Regions from separate parts of the Sus scrofa genome. Here region 2 is linked to region 1. The links are chromatin contacts, called in public Hi-C maps. All regions are on one chromosome and are shown on one strand. Each heading gives the region's core, a stretch centred on a gene start, on an enhancer-like site or on the middle of the called end of the contact. The rest is flanking DNA. Distances are from core to core; before and after follow the strand shown. Region 1 has its middle 510 kb from the start of DPH6. Region 2 has its middle 210 kb from the start of DPH6.

What was found. A called contact is a pair of places that touch in the nucleus more often than the background predicts.
Region 2: a Hi-C map of heart right ventricle shows a contact between it and region 1, with 4 times the contacts expected there. The contact joins two enhancer-like sites. A contact is called at or near these places in 2 of 47 Hi-C or Micro-C datasets (embryonic fibroblasts and heart right ventricle).

What each region holds. Positions count from the first base shown.
Region 1 is chr1:135,062,871-135,069,358 of Sscrofa11.1, forward strand. No RefSeq gene overlaps it. Among named protein-coding and RNA genes, the nearest start is that of DPH6, 510 kb to the right of the region's middle. Within about 2 kb of position 3,756, at least 3 of the 83 cell types and tissues checked have an H3K27ac peak or open chromatin away from gene starts, as enhancers often do.
Region 2 is chr1:135,362,107-135,368,594 of Sscrofa11.1, forward strand. No RefSeq gene overlaps it. Among named protein-coding and RNA genes, the nearest start is that of DPH6, 210 kb to the right of the region's middle. Within about 2 kb of position 2,330, at least 8 of the 83 cell types and tissues checked have an H3K27ac peak or open chromatin away from gene starts, as enhancers often do.

The DNA of each region.
Region 1 (6,488 bases), core at 2,506-5,005:
TTGCAAATGAAAATGACAAGAAAGTGGGGGTCACAATACTCATATCAGACAAAATAGACTTCAAACCAAAGGCCATAAAGAAAGATTCTATATAATGATAAAAAGATTGATACAAGAGGATATTATATTCATCAACATGTATACACCAGGGGTACCCAAATACATAAAACAAATACTAACAGACATAAAGGGAGAAATTGTTGGGAATACAATAATAGCAGGAGACTTTAACACCCCACTTACATCAATAGATCTTCTAGACAGAAAATTAATAAGGCAACAGAGATCCTAAATGATACAATAGAACTGTTAGAAAAGATTGGCAAACCTCTGGTCAGGCTCACCAAAGAGCAAAGAGAGAGAACCCGAAAACAAAATAAGAAATAAAAAAGAAGACATAACAACTGACATCACACAAATACAAAAAAAACACAAGAGGATACTATGAACAATTATATGCCAGCCAATTTGATAACCTAGAATAAACTGACAAGTTTCTAGAAACATACAGCTCACAAAAATTGAATCAAGAAGAAATAGATAACTTGAAAAGACTGATTACTAGGCATGAAATAGAATCTGTAATTTAAAAAACTCCCTACAAATAAAAGTACAGGTATAGATGGCTTCAAGCTTGAATTCCACTAAACATGTGAAGAACTTACTTCCATTCTTCTCAAACTCTTCCAGAAAACTAAAGAGGTGGGAATACTCCCAATGAGTTCTATGAAGCCACCATCATCCTGATAGCAAAAAAAAGACACCACCAAAAAAAAAAAAAAAAACCCAAAAAACAAAAACAGTCCAATACTGTTCATGGATATAGATGCAAAAATTATCAACAAAGTGTTAGCCAAATCTAATAACACGTAAAAAAGATCACATACCACAAGCCAAATGGGACTCACCTCAAGTTCACAAGGATGGTTCAACATATGCGAATTAATGTGATACTCCACATAAACAAAAGACAAAACTGCATGATCATCTCACAATGCAGAAAAAGCATGTGACAAAATTCAACAACCATTCATGATAAAAACTCAAAGTGGGTATAGAGGGCCATATTTCAATATAATAAAAGCTATGACAAACCCACAGCCAATATAATACTCAATGGTGAAAAGCTAAAAGAATTCCTGCTAAAATCTGGAGCAAGACAAGGATACCCACATTTACCACTTCTATTCAACATAATATTGCAAGTCCTGGACACAGCAATCATTCAAGAGAAAGAAAAGGTATCCAAATTGGAAGAGAAGAGGTAAAACTGTCCTTACATGATGATAACATGATACTATATATATAAAACCTTAATGGATGGCCAAAAAGCGCAAGAAAAGATGTTCAACATCACTCATTATTAGAGAAATGCAAATCAAAACTACAATGGGATATCACCTCACCCTTGTCAGAATGTCCATTATCAAAAAGTCTAGAGACAATAAATGCAGGAGAGGGTATGGAGAAAAGGGAACGCTCCTACACTGTTGGTGGGAATGTAAACTGTTACAACTACTATGGAGAACAGTATGGAGTTTCCCTAAAAGACTAAATTAGAACTACCATATGATCCAGCAATCTCACTCTTGGGCATACATCAGGGAAAACCGTAACTCAAAAAGATGCATGCACCCAACATTCATTGCCTCACTGCTTATGGGAGCCAATACATGGAAGCAACCTAAAAGTCCATTGACAACAGAATGAATAAACAATATGGTCCATATGTACAATGGAATATTACTCAGCCATTAAAAAGAGAATGAAATAATGCCATTTGCAGCAACATGGATGGGACTAGAGATTATCATATTAAGTGAAGTAAGTCATACAGAGAAAGGCAAATATCATATGGTATTACTTATATGTGGAAAACTAAAAAATGATAAAAGCAAACTCATTTTCAAAACAAAAACAGACACATGGACTTCAAAAACAAACTTATGATTACCAAAGGGGAAAAGTGGAGGGAAGGGATAAGTTAAGAGCTTGGAATTAACATAAACATATGACTATATAAAAAACAGATAGTCAACAAGAACCTACTTTATCACAGGGGAACTCTACTCAATATTCTGTAATAACTATATGGGAAAAGAATCTGATGAAGAATGGAGATATATATATATATATAAATATATATATATATATAAAACTTAATCACTTTGCTGAACACTTGAAACTAACACAACATTGCAAATCAACTATATTCCAATATAAAATAAAAATTACATTAAAAAAAAGAAGTGGCCTTTGAAGTTTTGACTTTGAACACTATCCCAGGTACATTTCTCTGTTTCTCTTGGCTGGAAAATGTCAAGAGATGGAACAGCTACCTAGGGCCAGAGATGGAAGCCACATCCTGTCCATGGCAGAGTGAATCCAGCAGCCTGAGCACTACATTTCCTATGGAGACAGGGAACCCTCCAGCTCTGGACTGCTCATCTCCAAACTTAATGTGAGAGGAAAATAGGCTCCTAACTCCCTGTTCCACTCTATTGTTGAGTATATTTACAGCATCGTGATCTGTATTCTAACCAATATACTACAGCTGAAAAGAGAGAAGACATTTCATATGAATGTTATCATATACCAGAAAGTGTAGTAAATTAATGAACTGAGTCAACTTTCTTCTACATTTTGGAAGCAGAGGTGGGAGGAAAAATAATTCCACAATAACAAAATGGACGTGGTAATAAGAGATGACTTTAACATTAAGACTAATATAGCTTGCAAACAAATTGAAACAATATCTCAAGTGAAAAATGAAACCACATGTAAAAACAGACTGTACATGTAAGAACTTTGTGGATCATAAAGTAATAGTTACATAATAATTATTAATGATTAATAATTTATATTTATTTTACAGATATAATGATTATTATTACTCTTATTATAGCCTGTTCAGAGACCTAAACAGAACACGCTTCTGCTAGTATTTAAAATGTACTTTAAAATCAGAAAATGATATGTTTTAATTGTTGCATCTATTCATTCAATATATATTTGTGGACCACGTGCCAAAGAGCTTGACAATATATATCATAGAAGGTCCATGTAACAGTGATCCTACAAAAACTGAAATTTCATATTTGTTTGAATTCAAATATTCACAGAAGGTCCTAAAATAAATGTCACTAAAGAGCAAATTTCCAAATTGCACATTTGTTTTTCTGGGTTTATATGTATGGGATATACACATACAGAAAACTATACAGGAGAAATGACACTGCCTGAGTTGGCGGAATTTTTTTTTTTAATTGTAAGGAAACAATAAGATGAATGAGTGGTTTAAAGAACAGTTGAATGAGAGAAGGGTATTTCTCTGGGGTTGCATAAGATAGGAAACTCACATTTTTTCCTACTTGAAATCTGTGGGAAACATTTTTTATGTTGCATACCTCTTTGTATGTTTGGTTACGTAAGGGCCTGGTCTTCTCTTGAAGATAACCATTAAGCCTGTGAAATGTTCACTGATCTAAGCGGATGGGTCTGAGGGGAAGGGCTTGTCATCTGGGACAGCTTATCAGAAGAGGCTTGTTCTTCCCACCCCTCCTTCTTCCCATTTATTCCTAAACCAGGGAAAATTCCCCTGGGAGCATGGAGCCCTCAGTGGGAACATTGCGGAGACTCAAGAGATTAGAAACAGTTTGTAAATGAGCATTTAAAACATGAAAACACTCTTGTTTTTAAAGCCAATGAGTATAAAGTACCAGTGGGAGACGTGAGTTGACAGCTGGGACTCTTCATCCGTCTGGCCGAGGGATTCTGAGTCAATTGCTGATGGATGAAAAGTAGGACTGGGAGAACTCAGGCCTGTCAGAATCTGCTCAAAATTCCTGGGTTTGCCATTTCGAACCAAATTCAAACCTTCCAGAGCTTGAGATTAAAGAGAGTGTTTACAGAAAAATAAAAGAGGTTTGAAAATGCTTATTAAGAGGCATCTTAGAAATCTTTATAAAGCGTCATCTGTGATGATTTATATGCAAATGAATCCAAATGTGCTTGGCATACATTATGTAGGGTTTTCAGATTTGATCAAAATCTGGCTGATTACGGGGAAAGAAATACACACACTAGAGCCACCAGAGAGATTGAAGCAAGGACAGCTTGTCCAGTCCCACTTTGAAGCAAAGCAGGGATAAGAGGATGCATGAGTACATTTTATTCAGTCACCTAAGGACAACTTTTGCTTCCAGGGCGACAGTCTGAGTCCAGAGACAGCCTGAGAGGTTTCTTGAGCCTGAGGTACCCTCAGAGCTTCAGGTTTTATCAGAGAAATCTTGAGCAGGGATTTACACTATATGCAGAAGATTCCAGAAGGTAGAGTCTTATTCCAGTATTTCTTGGGGGTCTGCACTACTACTGTCAGGAGAGTCTAGGCTTCTCAGATGGTCTCTGATTGAAGTGACCTTTCTCAGTGGCAGGACCAGAACCCAGACCCTGGGCCTTTTGCTAATCATAGTCTGAGTCACTAGAGAGGTTTCCCAAGTTCAGGAAGTTGTCACAGAGTGAAGGATGTAGATAAATGCAAATAGAAAAAACTGCCACCAGGTCCTCATGCTGCCACAAGCATCAAACTCATGACAAGGTTATATAACAATCTAAAATAGGTCTCTTTGGAAAAGTTATGGAGCTTCTGAGTTACCTAATGCTAAGTGATTAACAGCACAGAAAATATGAATCCTAGAAATTGCATAAAACAGACATGTAAGGGAGTATGTGTTGCTTCATCGAATAGAATCATCTGCTTTTGTGCATTACCTAGCACAGCATCCACAGAGTATCAGGTAGTTATTTTCTAATTTTCCTAATTTTCTCCCTCAGTGTCTTCTAAAATCAGTAACTCCAGATCAAGACCAAAACTAGCACTGAAGGGAAATATGAAATGGGCACGAGTTTGCTTTGATGCCCATCACTTCCTCTTCCCACACACTTGTTCATGTCTGTCCTTTATACCAAGTCTCCTCCATTTCCAGGTGTAGTCCGTAGAATTAAAAAGAAGAGTTGATGAAGACAACCGCTAAGGTTTTTGTCCTCAAAAATTATTGCTATGTTTAAAAATAAGTAAATACTTATCAAATAATAATTTGGCTTAGTTTCTATAAATCTCTGGTTTACCCATTAGTATTTCATTGCATGAGTTTGGTTTTTAGTACACAACAGAATATTCCCTAAATTATTCAAATGAAGAGATTCTTATGAAAGCACTTTATGGAGGTGAAGACAGGGTCAAACGAACAAAGGAAGAATGGTGAGGAAGCCAGCAACAGAAGAAACCAGTAACACCCCTATGGCTGAAGTAGCAAATGGGAAAACAGTATTATTGGAGCTCAGAGAGAGCTGGAGTCATCGAGGGAGATGGCAGTCACTAGAGGTGTGATGCCAAAGCAGGCAGGGAGCAGGAAGAAATACCCCAGATGTTTTCTCATGCTGATATTTCCCATTGGCTGATCTCAGCCAGAAGCCAGAGAGCCTAGTGACTGATGCAGTCCATTGGGGTCAGCCAACTGGGGCATCGAGAAGGCCACAGGATACAGAATGGGGTGGTACATGGGTAGAAGGTAGAAAAAAAATCAGCACATTAATTTTCTTTTTCCTACACCATGATGAGGATGTTCTGTTCTAACAGCCCTAAATTCCACAGTGTTTCTAAGTCATTCCAAATTCTGGTTATAGGAATTGAGATGAGCTCAGTTTCAACATCTCATTAGTATTAAAAAATTTCCTGTTTTTTTTTTTTTGTTGTTGTTGTTCTTTTCTATTCATCTTCTCAACAATCCAATCTTCTTAAATTACTACACAATTGAGTTATTCTCTTATTCTAAAACCCAGCTCAAAGGGCATCACTTTCATCATGATTTTCTCAGTTGCCCAAGGCACAAAGGAGGCCTTCCTGTTGTTGAGTTCTTATAATACACTGTCTAAGCCACTTAGATGATATATATCACATGCCTTCTAGAACCCCAGAAAATTAAATACATGTTTTCCTCCTCTATCAGATCAAATCTTCTTGAAAGCTAGCATGGTTTCTTGGATATATCCATATCCTTCACTAGGTTACTGTTATCACTTGCTCTCTTTCTATGTAATAATCACACCTTAAACACTTACTAGAGGTATTGACTTATGAATAAATAGCCCCTCCATCTTTCCCTTTTTTGCTTGACAGCTCCGTTTTATCTATAATTGTCAGTTTAAATAGCACTCCTTCAAGGAAACTTTCCTTTGACCTTTGACTCCTCCTGGGAACCCCAAGCTTTGGCTAATGTGGCACTTAACATAGTTGTACAGTTTACAAATGGTAGTGCCATGGTTCAAATTAAGTTCTATGTGATTCCAGAAATTATGTTTTTATGACCTACCATACCTTACCATCCTCAAGGAGAATGTAGAAGGGAAAATTTTCATTTGGGCAATAAGATAAGACTTTATGAAAAAGGTGGTGGTTGATATAAATTTTTGAAATATAATGGGTTTTA
Region 2 (6,488 bases), core at 1,080-3,579, 300 kb after region 1:
GTCCATGGTTTACATTGCAGTTACTTTTTTTTTCTTTTATAAATATAACAAAATTAGGGCAATCAGCATGTTCTCAAAATCAAATCTGAGTTAAACCAAGATTTATTACATCTGGTTCATATCTGTGGTTATCAATAAAACACCAATTAGGTCACCAAAATTTGAACAATAAATTTTAAGTCTTAGTAAACTGAGGCTTTTACAACAACTATTTGACCATTTGGAGAGTTTTTGTTTAGAACAGTTCTCATCAAAGACAAAACACAGGCAGAAAGTTCCTAAGCTTAAATTCCTGGGTCAGCATTTAAATTACGTTCTTTCCTGTGACCAAATGGTTTGTTCAGACAATTCAGGGTGGATACAGAAATAGCTGGGGGAGGATATTTTTTTGCTGAGGATTAGTTAGTAATAATAATAACCAGATGCATCAAAATTTGCTGCATTGTAATAAATAAAGCTTGTCAAATGACTGCTGAGTTCATCCCAACTCCCAACGTACACTCTTCATGCACATGGCCCTTTCAGTAACCACGAGAAGCCGAAAGGCAGGGATCTGACGACTAAATGGCCCTTTTTCCATTGCTTTGATCCACCACCAACTTTATTTAGTCATCTCTGCTCTGAAAACCGAGTTCCTCTATAATTCTGAGGGTACATGATGGCTTGTTTTGGCACTAACTGTGGAGCTAAAACTCTGGGCTAGAGAAGCAGAAAGATTTAAGAGCCTCTCACCTCACAAACTTGAGTTTCAGGTTGGGGCAGTGACAACCTGTCAGAATCTCGTTTGTGGCACCCACACAAACCAAGCACATGGACAGCGGAAATGGCTAGAAAAATCCTCAGACCCTGGTTCTCTTGGTCATTAATTCCATTGATTATTTTGGTGTTTAAATGCTGAGACAGGCCCTGGTGCTAGCTCGAAATACAACTAGTCAACTCATATTTCCTTTGGCCTTTTAGAAAATGCAGATGTGCCCAAATCCTAAAAAACAGGTGAGTTTTTTTTTTTTTAAAGAAAAAAAGAAAAGAAAGATAGGAAAGGGAAAGAAGCAGGGAAGAAAAGTGTTCCAAACAAATGCAATGTTGATCTGCCTTTTATTAATTTCATTTTTTATCTTCTTGTGTACAGACGTTTGACAGCTGTGACATTCATGGGCAATGCATTTGAAAAAGAAGACATAAATATTCAGAGACATATTAGAATGCTGTTCAATGTAAGCACCTGTCTACTTAGTGTTGACAGAAAATCATTTACTTTGCTTTATGCATGTTCCCTCCAGAGACCACAGAGGTCCTATTTTATTTAAAGAGCTGGTCCCAGTATCAGTGCTTGCTCTTGAAACTGCAGTATATACAGCTAATTATATTTATTGAGGAAACAATTTTGTTTTATATTTTCAATAATACTTAAACAATTTTGTCAATCTTGACCTCAGAAACGATTTCTCTAAGGATTCCATTAACAAAAGACTTCATACAAGGTCTGATACCAATGTCCTTATACTACACTGTTTCCATAATCACCTAGAGAAGTTTTTCAAGTATAACTTTCATATAGGAGACATGCACAAGATAAAACTGCAAGGTCTCTGTGGGTTTTATAAAAAAAACATTACAGTCGATGAAATCTCTGCTAGTATCTGTATATTTGCATTTATTATTTATCATGCTTTGATTTATATACTCAAACAATATTAGTATTGCATAAAGCAATACATTATTAAAAGACACATGAATCATGACTTTCAAATCAGATATATCAAATTTGGTAAATCTCTGTTTCTTCTCTACTCTCGCCAAATCGCAAAAGTAATTTTGGAACTTAACTAGACTGAAACAGGTGGCCAAGCACAGAGAAAAGGATGAAAGAAAGAGCAACCTTTGCCAGAACGCTTAAGGTTGCTGTGGGAATCTCATGAGGTGGTTTTCATATGCATTTTTGAAACTTTCTGACTTGTTTCCAAGTGATTAAGACAGGCATACTTAATTATTCACCCAAAATGTAATTTCCCTTCCTATCTTTGGTAAAATGCCTATCTTGAATGTGTATGGTTTGCAACGGGTTAACGTTGTACTACAGAGAAGCCTCCTTTAGCTGAATCTCAGGTCAGAATTACAAACGTACCATATTATCAGAGATATAATGAAATACAGACCAACGTGAACAAAGCATAATTTTTTGGCTATGGCATTTCTCTCCATTTTAGTTTTACCTGACATGAGTGTGTAACGATGTTAGCTTGGCTGATGAGGTGGGGGTGGGGCTGAGGGGTGCGGTTATTGAGGCTCGGGGAAAGGCTTCACAGGCAAAGACAGAGCTCATCTTCCAAAACCTTACAATGCTGCCACCTACAGGCAAAAACTTTCAAAGCGGATCCCATCAATACTGTGTTTTTCGACCCTTAACAATGAAAAACACAGAAAATCCCCGTAGAAGACCAGAGCCCCAAGCTCAGAATCCCGCAAAGAGTTAAATAGCCAGGTGATATAAAAGCACAGGCCCTCTGGCTTAGATAGTTCAGTGCCGTTACATAATTTAATTAGGATCATCACACGGCAACCGAGGCTGTCTAGAGGAATTATGAGCCACAAGTTCAGATCACATGTGAATCCTTTTGCTCAATTAAAGCTAAGCAATTTTTAAGGTTTTTTTCCCTCTTTGCAGTATATGCAAAGAGCACTGAAGCGTGGCCTGCATATTTTTCACATTAAAATTATTACATAAAGCCTGTAGCATTTGAAATACTTATGGAAATCAAAATGTTACACTCTGACCTTGGGCATTTAAACTTCGTCATTTTTAAAGCTATTGTTGCCATGCTCTCCTTTGTTCTAAGAAAATCACTGTGGTTAGTTATAAAAGCTGAATGAATAATTACTGGGGAAAGAAAAGAAGTATGTAATAGTGCTGAAATGATTCTTGAGCCTACATTTAATTCTGTTTTGAAGTCCCAGAATCCTGACTAAAGGTATTATCCTACTTCTCTTTACCCTGCTGAGCCTACCAATAACATTCACCATATTCTCAGTCTACTCACCTTTATGTCAAGAAAAACTCTCCTAAAAGCTTGATGAGGGAAAAAACTTGGAGGAATCTCTATTTTCTGCAATAGGAAACAAAATATCTAGATTTGAAGGGCACACACAAACTGTTTGAATCATATTTTGTTTATTAGTTTCTTAGATGAGAGGTACACAAGATGCAAAAATAAGCCAATCCTTATTTTCACAAAATCTGAAAAGGTTGATTCTTCTTTTGCAACCAGATATTTGCAGGATTAACAACTTCTTTAAACACTAGTTGGATTTAGCTATAATAAGAATATAAATACAATAAGACATTCCTAAGGGGAATACAATTTTTAAAAATTTCCATATTTGCTACAATAAATGTTATGCCTAGAAATTTTATAGCTAACAGAAACACAGAAAATACTATACCCAGAGCTAGAAAACTGTTCCAGTACAAAGCAAGTCTGATATATTACCTCCCAAATACACAGCATATCCCTGGTAAAGTTGTAAATTATGGTTGCAAATGAGGCCACAAACAAAATTTTGCTCAAGGCATGAATCATAAATTCAAACAATAATCATCTCCTACATGAGACACAACTACTTTGTTTACTTCTTAGACCCTGTTTCCTAAACATGAAGATGAAAGTAGGTCAAGTAAATTGAGCATCTTTTTTCTCATGAAGCATGATTCAATATTGGGTGCACTGTCTTGTTTATAATTGCACAAACCTTTTAGATATTAAAAATATGTGTTTTCACAATGCTAGGTCCTTAAGCATATTGATGCTTTACCTCATGGTGACAGAGCATCATCAAACAATAAATGTTTACTAAGGAAAATCAAGTACTTCACAATAGCAACCTGCTATATGGAAGTTTGATGTGTTTTTCTTATAAAAAATAAAAAGATATTTATCTAATGTTCAATGGTATTTTTAATTTACTTGTTAGGTATAGCTTGCCATTGCATGCGCATACCTGAGGAGTCAAAATTTTTTCTCTTTTTACATTAGAATTGCTAAAAGCCTAATAATACACCAAAATCCTTTTTAAGAATAAACCTTAAGAAGGTTGTCCTTTAATTAAATCTGTTCAAATCATAGAAAGAATCATTAAGATAATTCACTTAAACACCAGTTCTAAAGATTACCTTGGAAGAGCATACTACTGTAAAATATTGGTTGGAATACCGATTTTTAATATTAACCTAACAATTATCTATTTATGAATAATAAGAATGGATAGTGGCATGCTTGGTCTTCTCTAAGGTACCTGGATTTGACAAACTTCCTATTCTTTCAGCAATGAATATTAATATAACAATAATGGAGTTCCCATCATAGTTCAGTGGAAACGAATCTGACTAGCATCCATGAGTACATAGGTTCGATCCCTCGCCTCACTCAGTAGGTTTAAGGATTCAGCTTTGCCATTAGCTGTGGTGTACATTGCAGACACAGCTGGGATCCTGCATTGCTGTGGCTGTGGTGCAGGCCAGCAGCTACAGCTCTGATTTGACCTCTAGCTTGGTAACTTCCATATGCTGTGGTGTGGCCCTAAAAAGGCAAATAATAATAATAACAATAACAATCATTATGTTCAGTTCAATATACTCAAAACTGTGCCATGTGCTTTATATTTATAGATTAGACTATCTCATTTCCTTTTTTGTTTTTTGTTTTTTGTTTTTTTTTTTGGCTGTGCCTGCGGCATGTAGAAACTCCAGAGCCAGGGATTGAACTTGAGCCACAGCAGTGACAATGCCAGATCCTTAACCCACTGAGCCAACAGGGAACTCCATAATTTTCACAGCAACTCTTTAAAGTAGGGGTGGTGTTTATATCTGTCTTATAGATTATGAAACAGAGGCTTACAGAGAAAAGTAAAATGCCTTTTCCATGCACCCTGAGCTAGGCACTGGGTGTTCAAAGATGGGCAAAGGGTAGCCTATCTCCTGAAGAAACTGATAATCCATTAAAACTTTCTATCCATGTATAAACCAAGAAAGACACATAAATTTTGATGAGTCTATTCTACTGAAATCAGACAATTTATGAATACTCATATGAACTAATAAACAGGAAAAATGATTTATATGATGCAATCATTCAAAGGGTAAATTTATTAGATACCTAGTGTGTACCATTGTCTACTAAGTGGTGTGAATTCAGTGATGAGCAAAGTCAAGATATCTGTCTAAGCCCTCGAGTTTTTATAGTAGTGAGAAATCAAACAAAATATTTTTAGAAGAAACTTAAGTGTGTGTGTGTACCAGGAACACGTGTGTGGTAAGTCCAGGGGTCCAAAAGGAAGGATCTTTGTTTTCATAACCACCCCCTTCTGTCTATCTCTGTTATATTGCCTCCATCCATTGTCCGAGATGAAAAGATAGGAGTTGCACTGAATTCCTTTTGGCCCTCACACCCATTCACTCAACTAGTCCTGTTAGCTTGGACACATTATTCTGAGTCATCACTCCTTGTCCATTCACCATCCCAGTTCAACTTACAATTATCTCTTGGCTGGACCACTGCTATAGCTTCCTAACTGGGATACCTGCTTCTTCCTGGCTTCCTTCAATTCCATTCTCCTCACAGTAGCCAGAGTCATCTTTTAAAAATGTAAAATAGTTCACATACCTAGCCTACATAAAACCCTCCAATATCGTTCCTTTGCTCTTTCTTCTGGTATCTGTATAATATGTTCCATTTTGTCTTTCAGATTTTCACTTAAATGCCACCTTTTAGATGAGGACTTCCTACATGTGTCAACCCAAAAAGAGACCTGATCATTCTCGAACATCATATTTATTCTTTGCGACTTGCTGTTTATGGTATGTTTTCATCTCCTGGTACATATTTTTTTTTTTTGAGGTGCAATCTTGTCTATCTAAGAAGCTGTATCTCTATCACTTAGAATAATACCTAGCAGATATCAGACACTCAATTAAATTGAAAGGGGTGGAAAAGTATGCAGAGCTCAAATCGTCCATGGATCTTTTGACTGCAATAAGGAGTTAAGATTTTCATTCCAAAATCAATGAGAAACTTTTGGGAAATTCCAAGCAGGGGGGACAAAAATCATGCTGGCTATTCCATGTATAGAATAGACTGGAGACAAGCATGAGAATGGATTAGGAAGTCAATTCAGAAATCCAAGAGAGAGATGATTTTTGCTTGGCCAGGATGACGGTATTAGGGGTAGATGAGAGATGGGTATGTTTGTGACTAATTTCACTTGCTGGTAGAAGAATGAAAGTAAGAGATTAAGAATTATTCAAATTGGTACAACCACCACAGAAAACAGTCTAGAGATTCCTCAGAAAACTAAAAATAGAATTACCATATGATCCTACAATCCCACTCCTGGGCATATATCTGGACAAAACCATAATTCAAAAAGTTACATGCACCTCCATGTTCAAAGCACCACTATTCACAATAGCCAAGACGTGGAAACAACCTAGGAGT